Regions from separate parts of the Anas platyrhynchos genome. Here region 1 is linked to region 2. A link is a contact called in public Hi-C data. All regions are on one chromosome and are shown on one strand. Each heading gives the region's core, a stretch centred on a gene start, on an enhancer-like site or on the middle of the called end of the contact. The rest is flanking DNA. Distances are from core to core; before and after follow the strand shown. Region 1 overlaps LOC106014386 (a long non-coding RNA gene). Region 2 has its middle 200 kb from the start of IRS2.

Evidence for each region. A called contact is a pair of places that touch in the nucleus more often than the background predicts.
Region 1: a contact with region 2 is called in a Hi-C map of small yellow follicle, with 1.9 times the contacts expected there. The contact joins two enhancer-like sites. A contact is called at or near these places in 2 of 8 Hi-C or Micro-C datasets (F5 follicle and small yellow follicle).

Annotation. Positions count from the first base shown.
Region 1 is chr1:145,885,403-145,890,183 of IASCAAS_PekinDuck_T2T, forward strand. It overlaps LOC106014386 (a long non-coding RNA gene), which reads right to left. Exons shown (of 3, transcript XR_011806710.1): 3 at 1-1,294. Among named protein-coding and RNA genes, the nearest start is that of IRS2, 160 kb to the right of the region's middle. Within about 2 kb of position 3,474, at least 4 of the 8 cell types and tissues checked have an H3K27ac peak or open chromatin away from gene starts, as enhancers often do. A contact at or near this core is called in F5 follicle and small yellow follicle, where this site is marked.
Region 2 is chr1:145,843,565-145,847,886 of IASCAAS_PekinDuck_T2T, forward strand. No RefSeq gene overlaps it. Among named protein-coding and RNA genes, the nearest start is that of IRS2, 200 kb to the right of the region's middle. Within about 2 kb of position 1,912, at least 6 of the 8 cell types and tissues checked have an H3K27ac peak or open chromatin away from gene starts, as enhancers often do. A contact at or near this core is called in F5 follicle and small yellow follicle, where this site is marked.

The sequences.
Region 1 (4,781 bases), core at 2,224-4,723, 43 kb after region 2:
TAATTTAATTAAAGGGAAATAATAATAATAATTAAATAAAGATTATTATGAACTAAACTATTTAACTAAAGGGAAATAAAAAGGGGAAGGGGAAAAAGGGAGAGGGAAAGGGAAAAATAAGAAGGGAGGAAAACAAACAAATAAAATAAATGAAGGCTATATGTAAGTCCAGAGGAAAGAATTTACTCTCTACTTCCCATAAATGAGCGATGATTGACCACGTCCTTGAAGCAGGGCCTCAACACACGCAGCCGGTGTTTGAGAGGAGGACCGACGTTTACCCAACGAGAGCCCACCCCTCCCCTCTTCTTCCTGTTTCCACCTTTTATTGCTGAGTGTGACGTGATATGGAATATCCCTTTGATTGGTTTAGGTCAGCTGCCCTAGTGATGTTTCTCTCCTCACCTTTTGCCCACCCCCCAGGAGGGTTAGAGAAAGGCCTAATACTGTGCCACTGCTGCTCAGCAGTAGACGCAACACTGGTGTGATAACACTGCTGTTCCAGCTACAAGTACAGAGTACGGCACTGTGTGGGCTGCTGCCGGGAAAGTTAACATTCCAGCCAGACCCAGTACAGACTTCAACAGCTTTACAGGAACTCTTCCCCTTGGGCTGGGCTCATGTAGGTGCCACTCTTCATCTACCTTTCCAGGACATGCTACTCTCTAGGGCTCTGAACATTATTCCTTTCTTGTTCTGATTCGTCAAGGGTCTTCAGGAACTGACTGTCTCTCTCTTCTGTCAGGCTTTCTCTTCGTGCTGTGATGATGCTTTGCATCAACTAGAGATTTATGTGAGCTATTGGAGAAAGGAGGGCATTTTCATTGACACATACAGGACAAAATGGCATTATAAGGCCCATCTATAGGTCTGAGAAGGAAGGACTATAAAAGGCTGCATAACAGCCTTGGAATTTAGCCATATGTTCATCCATACAATTTTTGGCTGAGACACATATTCATCTCTTTCAGAGATGAAAGCTAGTAGCTGCAGAGCCGTACGCAGCAACTCACTCCAAGAATTCCATCCAGGAAGTGTATATATATATATATATATATATATATAAGTTAAAACTGCAGAGGATATTTGAAATAGCAATATATTATATTCCATCTGAATAGCTCCAACCTGTAATTTGGCCATGAGCAACAGGTCCTGCTCTCAGCTTTACAGCAACTATCAAATATTGTTAATTGCACTTTTTATTGCATTTGGATTCTACTCATACAATCCCCCCCCCAACCCCTCTCTTCTGAATCTTCAATAAAGCAGTCATCAGAGTAGATTTCTTTAGCTGAAAACAAACAAACAAACAAACAAACAAACTTGTTAATATAAGCAAATATTTTCTTCTTAATGAAGACAGACACATTCATTTCCAAAGAATACCAACACATCAGGCAACAAATTAAGTAAATGACTGTATTCAAATTTGCCCCCAAAAGAAGACTTTGGCTTTTGTTTAGCCAGAGGAGTGGGCCAATCAATCCCTTTAGGCAATTAGTGAACTCTTTACTGTAATCATTGAGCAATTGTTCACCCTTGTAATCCTATTACTAAATAATCACTTAGTCCACCCACAATCGGACAACAGCAGTGGTGGTCTTAGGTGAAAAATTTTTCATGGGTGTGAGTGGGATTTTCACGCTCTGGTCCTTTGACATCTATATTTTTTGTATGGAGAAGGAATCTTCCCAGGTAAACAGCCCACACACATATCAGTGCCCAGACATGCAAAGCCCATGAGTGAGTTAATCTTAACTGCCAATAAAATACAGTCATCATTTACTTTACACAATTATCTGTCCTATGGATCATAAGACACCAATATGTAGTTTAAAATGTTACAGCACAGTAGAAAACCACAGTATTTCCTACCATCTACATTTTTAGAATTCTGGATCCTCATGGAAAGAATAGACCAGTGAATATATATTTGAACAACCAGCAACAAAATGAACTGATCCTGTTTAGACCTGCATGTGTTTCTAATAGGTATGTTGCTGGAAAGAAGATTCTTTTCATAGAGTACTGACAAAGGATGTAGTGGGGAGTGGGTCTGATACGGTTTGCAGTGCATCATCATAATCTGTACCTGAAAATGCTTTACTTCTATAAATATTACAACTATTCTTTTTTTTTTTTTTTTTATGAAACTTTCTGCCTGTATAGGTCTGATTTAGACATTGTGTGTGTGTGTGTTTTTGCATGCAGAGCTGTAGGAAGATGCTTTTGTGTTAGGGCTGTGTCTACTTCCCTGTTCCTGACATGTTCAGCTCAGATATTTTCCTCCTCCATTCTCAATATGGGTGTCCCCTACGCTGGACTGGTTTCAGCTACTCCTCCACTGCTTCCTGTTGGTTTGATATCATGCCGCTTCCCACAGTCATGCATGATTCCAGCTGAGCATTGTTATGGCCATATGTGCATGTGCATGTATGAAACAGGGACTTGGAGCTGCATACCCCAACAGCATGAGGGCAACTTAGCTGGTGGTCAGGATCCATGCTAGACCTCTGCAAAGGAGTGGCCTTTGCCCACACAGATGTACTGGGTTTGGTAACATTCCAGTTTTACCCAGGGAGTAATCCCAGAGTGGCTAAAACTGTTTATGGTTGTCCTTGGAAACAACTCCCTATAAAATAATGTTTGCGTTGGTTTCATACTATCATTTCAGAAACTGTAAGATCTTGAAGAAATGGAAAACAAAGAAACAAAGTGATAAAAATAATAGACACATAAAGGATTGTTTTTGAAAATATATCAGTACATAATGCTGCTCAGCAGCAGTACTATTATTGCAAGTTGCTCAAAGTTTCCACTCACAATTACTTTTTACAGAACACAGTGTCCTGGACATTTCAAAACATATTTTGGTCAAACTTGATATACAAGGCACCTATAATCTCAGAGAGGCAATTTTAATATATCTTATCTGCTTACACCCAAAACTCTCTTGACCCAAAGACCCTTTGTAAAACAAAATAGTCTTCTCACTGAAAGGAAAGGATATCTAACATTATCAGGTCCAGAGAAAATGAAGGCTTTGTGGATTTTATTTTATTTATTTATTTATTTATTTATTTTTAAGGTTTGCTTACCAGTGATGGAGAGGAATTCACAAGGAGCTGCTGACAGGATAGTGAAAAGTTTGGGATATGAAAGACACTACTCTGAATATCATCAAATGGTTACTGTGTTGGAGGAGCTGCACCCTCCTAATATAAAGAAACAAGCAGCCCCAGATCATTAGTCTGCCTGAAGGAGGTATGTGTGGAAAGAATTAAGTAAAGCTGTTTGATTTTTGGCTGGTGGGAGGTTTGGGGTGGATTCCAGAATGAAGTAGATGAGACACACGAAGCTTTAGAAACCCACTCCATAGATGGAGATTGCAAGCCACATACTAATTGCCTGCCCACACAGCACCAGTGGCAAAGCAGAAACGTGGGTGCTGTGAGTGGGGGTGGCTGTGAATACTGAGGATGAGAGATCTTCCCCAGGCTCTTCTGCACACTGTCAAGAAGTGGTCTAAGCTGAGATGGTCTGGGGGGCAGGTGAAAAGAACAGGCTGCATTTAACATCTTCTTTAATGCTGAAAGTATCTCATGAAAAGAGGTTCTGTAGACTAATGTGCTAGTGCCACAAAGAATTTCTATGAATTTAACCAGACAATATAAGATGAGTGAATGCAAACTTGTTTTGGAGATCTAATCACATGATACTCTTCATCTTTGCTTTATATGCTGTGGATGATGCAGAAGCACTCTGCAATTCCACAGTTTTTTGCCATGAAATATGTACTTAAAGAACCTCAGCATCTCAGTTTGAGGAACAGAAACTGAAGAACCATAATAGGATCTTTGGCTTTTAATCTACAAATGTTTATTCTCTAGTGAAGTAAGATAAAAGGACAAACTGAAGGAAACACTATGCTGCAATCAGAGGGCCTTCAACCCTTGCATTAAGTTTTGGACTGATGGCCAAGATCTTGGCATGTTCCAAGGTTTCATTTAAAATGTAATCTGTGCTTTCTGCTTCTCTGATGTTGTACAATTGCTTGCATTCTGCATTTTATCACTTTGTTCTTTTCTAAGAATCAGCGTATAAGGGAATAAATCTGTTATTTTTTTTAATACAATGTTATTTTCTAGGTGACAGAAGGGCTGCTTTTGACTGCACTGTTTTATCCACAACTCTCATCACTTCTGTTGTTTAGAACTGTCCCACTGATGACTCTGAACTCTTAATTTTTTTGTCTTTGGAATTTTAGGTATCAGCTAGCAACCTATTTTTTTGGCCTGACTGATTTTTGCCAAGATCTTTTGATGCTTGTGTATTCTTCACTAAGGCAGTACTGAAGTAGTTCACAATAATTCCTGATTTTTATCCCCCCCACCAAATTTTCCATTACAGTGGTATAAGAACACCTGATTTACATATGTAAATAATGAAGACATACAAGATTATATATCATCTATTATCATATAGAAAGATGGTGGTTAAATCCAACTCTGGCTAGTATCCTGGGTCATCCCTCCAGTGACAAAATTCTCTAGAATTCTCCATTTCATAACACAGACATATTGAAACAAGCATTTTTTTTTTTTAATCCTACTTTAACTTCAAGGCACATAACTGGTTTACTTGGCCATGCAAGAACACTTCAACAAAAAACATCATATGCAAAATTTAGCAGTGATCTGAGCTGCTTTTCCATCTTTTGCTTATTATTTCTTCAGAGTGTGACAGCTAGGGTTGTAGACCACATCAGATGTCCTAGG
Region 2 (4,322 bases), core at 662-3,161:
GGTTATCTCATTTGCAAACATTATTAGATTAAAATATATATTTAGTTTATATTTAGTTTCAGAAGTGCAAAACTTATCACACAAGTAAAATACTCTAACATACTACCTATAGTGTATGTTTACTGTTGTACTTGGATTAAATCAGAAATGTTCTGCTGACTACCATAGGTACTATAATGTTAATGTACAAACAGCAAAGGGTATTGACCTTATCTCAAATGGTAGAGGAGTGTTCTTTATCATCTATTCATGCTTTCTCAAAATTCCCTTCTCTGCTGAAGATACAGGCTTTAAATCTTTGAAAAAAAAAATAAATAAAAAAATAAAAAATAAAAGTTTTGCACAATTCTCTCTCAATGGCTTTTGCATGTTTGTATTGCATGTTTGGCCCAATCTTACCACATTAATTAGTACACAGTCACACACTGTCTCAGATGGGAGGCAGAAACCGATAACTGAAAGCTGTTAAAAAGCAGATTCTTTAAACTACCTCCTACCTGCTCCTGAGTCTGTAAGCACTCTTTCTCTGAAGTCTAACAGCCCTAAACAGCCAATGACCTATGCTAATCTATTTGCCTTTCCACTGGATCATAAGGGACAAAAGTAAAGACTCATTCAGACTCATTCTGTGGTGGTGGGTGAGTGCCATCAGGAAAGCGCTGCCATTCCTGGCCAGCCCTCACCTACAAGGTTTCATTTCCACAGACATGCAGGAGAGGCTGGAGAAGGCTGGTGTGCAGACCTAGCTTTGATGCAGAGTTAGGATATGGCCAGAGCACACAGGCTGGCTCATAAATGTGGAAGTGCTCTGAGGTCTGGTAATGCGGGTGTAACTACAGCCATGAAATTGCTTCAGCTGAGGTGCAGGGACTTTCAGCAACCCCAGGATTTCAGCTGTTATTCTCCACCTCTTCCTCCAACTTTCTTTGGCCCACTCAGGGCATTCCAGCTATTCTGCACCATGGTGAGGGTTGCCCCTTGGCCAGTTTGGCTGGCTCCCTTCTGATCTCTGACCTCCTAGATGAAGACATAAGAGAGTAGTCAGCAAGACAGGATGCAGGCTGAAGGTCAGCCTGGATATACCTATCTAAGCACCCAGGGAATGACAGGGTCACTTGGTGGCCAGTAGCTATTACAATATTTAGGAAGGTCACAGAAGCCCTGGAATATCAGCTTCACAGACTGAAACACATGTTGTAATAGTCTGAAAACCGATATCATGAGAGAGAAGCCAGGACCCAGGTGCGACTTTCACAGTTGAACCCTGCCAAAGTGAACACATTGCACATAGCAATTTGAGTAAAAAGAGGGAAAAAGAGAAACTCAGACATAATCTTCTTCTGGGAAACAGGAAGCTTGCTTTATTACATTTCGTGTGAGTGACCTTGCAGAACATTTCTGTATTGCAGAGTGTAAGACTTCATGTCCTAAAAAGAATCAGAAAAGGAGAGGGGACTACATTTTGCCTGGGGTAGATGGCTACTACAGTGTAGGGAAGCTGTGCCAGCGTATGCCACAAAGACTTTGGATCAAGGTTTCCTGTGACCGAAAAGCAATGCCAAACTTGCACTGAAAAAGGACTATCCCCAATAGGGAGCCCAAGACACGGGTACAAAGCTGATCCACACTGCACTCAGCTTCATCCTCCTGGGAGCAACCTTTGCTGGCCACGGCCTGCACGACCTAACCCACCTCCTCCTCCTACTTCTGCACCGCACAATTCTTTCAGCAGCTTCTCTTCTCTCCCCTCTGCCGCCTTCATTGAATTACGGGCAGATCTGCCAGAGGAAAGCAGGTCTGTCAGAGTGTTGCTGAAACAGGCCTGCGCACCCCTGCCCGGGGGCAGGCACCCCTTGGGCCCGCTGGCCGCGGTGGGGCGGCGGGGCTGCGGGAGGCGGCGCGACGCCTTGTTTACTACGGGCCCCGGCGCTGCTCCGGCCGCCGCCTCTGCCCCCATTCGTTCTCGGCGGTGTTTGCTCGCTTCTGCCCGTCCCCTTTCGGGGACCCAAGGGGATCGCGGTGAGGGCTCGGCTGTCTTATCGTGGAAGGCAAGAGCGGTCCTCCGGGGCTGCCTCCGCCCGGCCCCCGGAGCAGGAGCAGCGCTGGCAGCAGGAAAACAGCTCGCCTTAACCATTTCCTTGCGGAAGGAGGAACGCTGCCCTCAGTGCCTCTCCCCAGCCCGGAATGATGCCAGAGCTCGACCTTTTCCTGATGCAAATCTGCTTATCAAGTACCTGACTTGCACTTAAGAGAAATGTATGTGTGGGGTACCGTGCAGACTGTGCCTCCTCATCTTTATACAGTGCTTTTATCAGGATATGCGGGATTATGCGAGCAGTTTACACACACATGCAAATATACAGCAATGCAATTACAAGCTAGAGTGCATAATGCAAACAGATGAGCCACCCGCAGAACTGGCAGAAGACAAATATCTGTTTTAACTGCTGGCTCTTTTCTGAGGTACCAGTAGCACAGCAGTCACCCAGCTGAAGCAATGGAAAGAAACACGTGATTCACCTTGGTGCATTTCTCATACGTCACAAATTCTTCCCTATCTGAAATATGAGGGGCCAGAACTTCCTAGGAATCCTTCTGCCAGGGCTGTCCTTGCATAACAGAAGTATCTATGTGTGGGCTGCGAAATAAGCTCCCTACTTCTACCTGTGGATTTCTGTTCCTGGCCCCAAAACTACGGAATTCTCTGCAACAGCTTGCAGTGTTTTTAAGGGCATATGAGAAAATGATCCTTCAGAAATACCCTAACATACCAGCTGTTAAAAATAATAAAAAATAAATAATAATAATTAAATAAAATCTTCAAATATCCAGAGAAATATATCTTTGCGTAAAACAGAATTCATCCCTTGGTATATAATTTGTACAAAGCTAAGATAGCATGCTTCTTTACAGTCATATTTTATTTGACAACACAAATGACGAGAAACAGAAAGCCCACTGCAGAAGTCAGCCTTGACACATAATGCCAGTGCAACCAAGACCCCCTCAGCTTGGGGGGAGCATAGGGATGTCAGCACAGGGAGCACACATGTCCATGTGCAGGATTTCTCTGCTCACCAGGTCCGGCTTTGAAGAAAAGCCCTGAAGATGTTTTGCTTTGTTCCTGCATTGTATTTTTAGACAGCATAATAAGAGAAGCTTAGTCCCTTTTCAGCTGTGCTAAAGGACATGCTGATTCCCAAGCTGAGTGAACAGATACTCTCGTATTAGGAGAGATCAGGAAGAGTGCTGATTTGCAGCCCTTTCCCACTGCAGTCTTAAGCAAACAGAGTTTAATTAAATCAATAATGGTCAAAACTACTTTGGGCAGAGAGGACTTTCAGTTCCTTTAACGGTGATGAATCCACTGCCTCTGAAAACAAAAACAAAACAGAAAGGAGAAAGTCTGGGGATTTTTGCTAGCCCTAATCATTTAAAATAGTTTTGTTGTTCTCCTTATTTCAAACCGCTCGGTACCGCCACAATAGCTCTTTGATATCGGACACTGATATTGATCTGGGTGCATCTGTCTCGCTCAGCAGCTGATAATGACAGCACACGTGATTTCCTGTTATTGAAGCCCCACAGACATTTCTGGAGCCAGAGCTTGGCAGCTCCGGGGATCCTTTCCCATCAGCCGCCCAGTGTCCAATGCTCTCATTGCCTTTCAGCCGATGTAAGAAGGATACGCTGCAGCCCCGCTGAGTTGTAAACAACTTGTTTACCTCCTTCTCAGTGTAATCTGTCCCTGCTTCTATCGGCTCCTGTGGCATCAACAGAGCATTAAAACACCCCGAGCTCATAGGCTGATGTGCAGAAAACAACTCAAGGATCCTTTCCCAGCTCTTGCTTTCTAGGGCACAGGAGGTTATTTATACCTGTTGTCTCCAGTCAGCCAAAGCAGCCCAGCTTTTGCATGTGGTTAGCTTTGAAGAAAACTAGTTTGTGACATTAATTCTTCTGGCATGACAATATAAGCAGTGTGGGCATGCTGCTGCTCTTCCTGCAAAGTTGCATTTGGGTCAGGCAGAAAGAAGCACCATCTTTTTTTTTTTTTTTACATGCTGCTTACATCTGAATCAAAAAAGCAGAAAGTGTGCATGATTTTATATCTCCAAAGTGAAGGGAACACCAATCAAAATTGCAGCAGAAGGCTGGTTCATGGGGTAAAACCCTGTGGATTTTAACCTGCATGCAAGAGTGGAGGGGAATTTGAAAACATCCGAAAGTCTCGAGTCTGTCCCCTCCGTATTCCTGGCCAGGACTTTGGAACAACGGTACAAGAAACTGACCTAGAAACAACTTCCCTGGGGTTTGGTGCT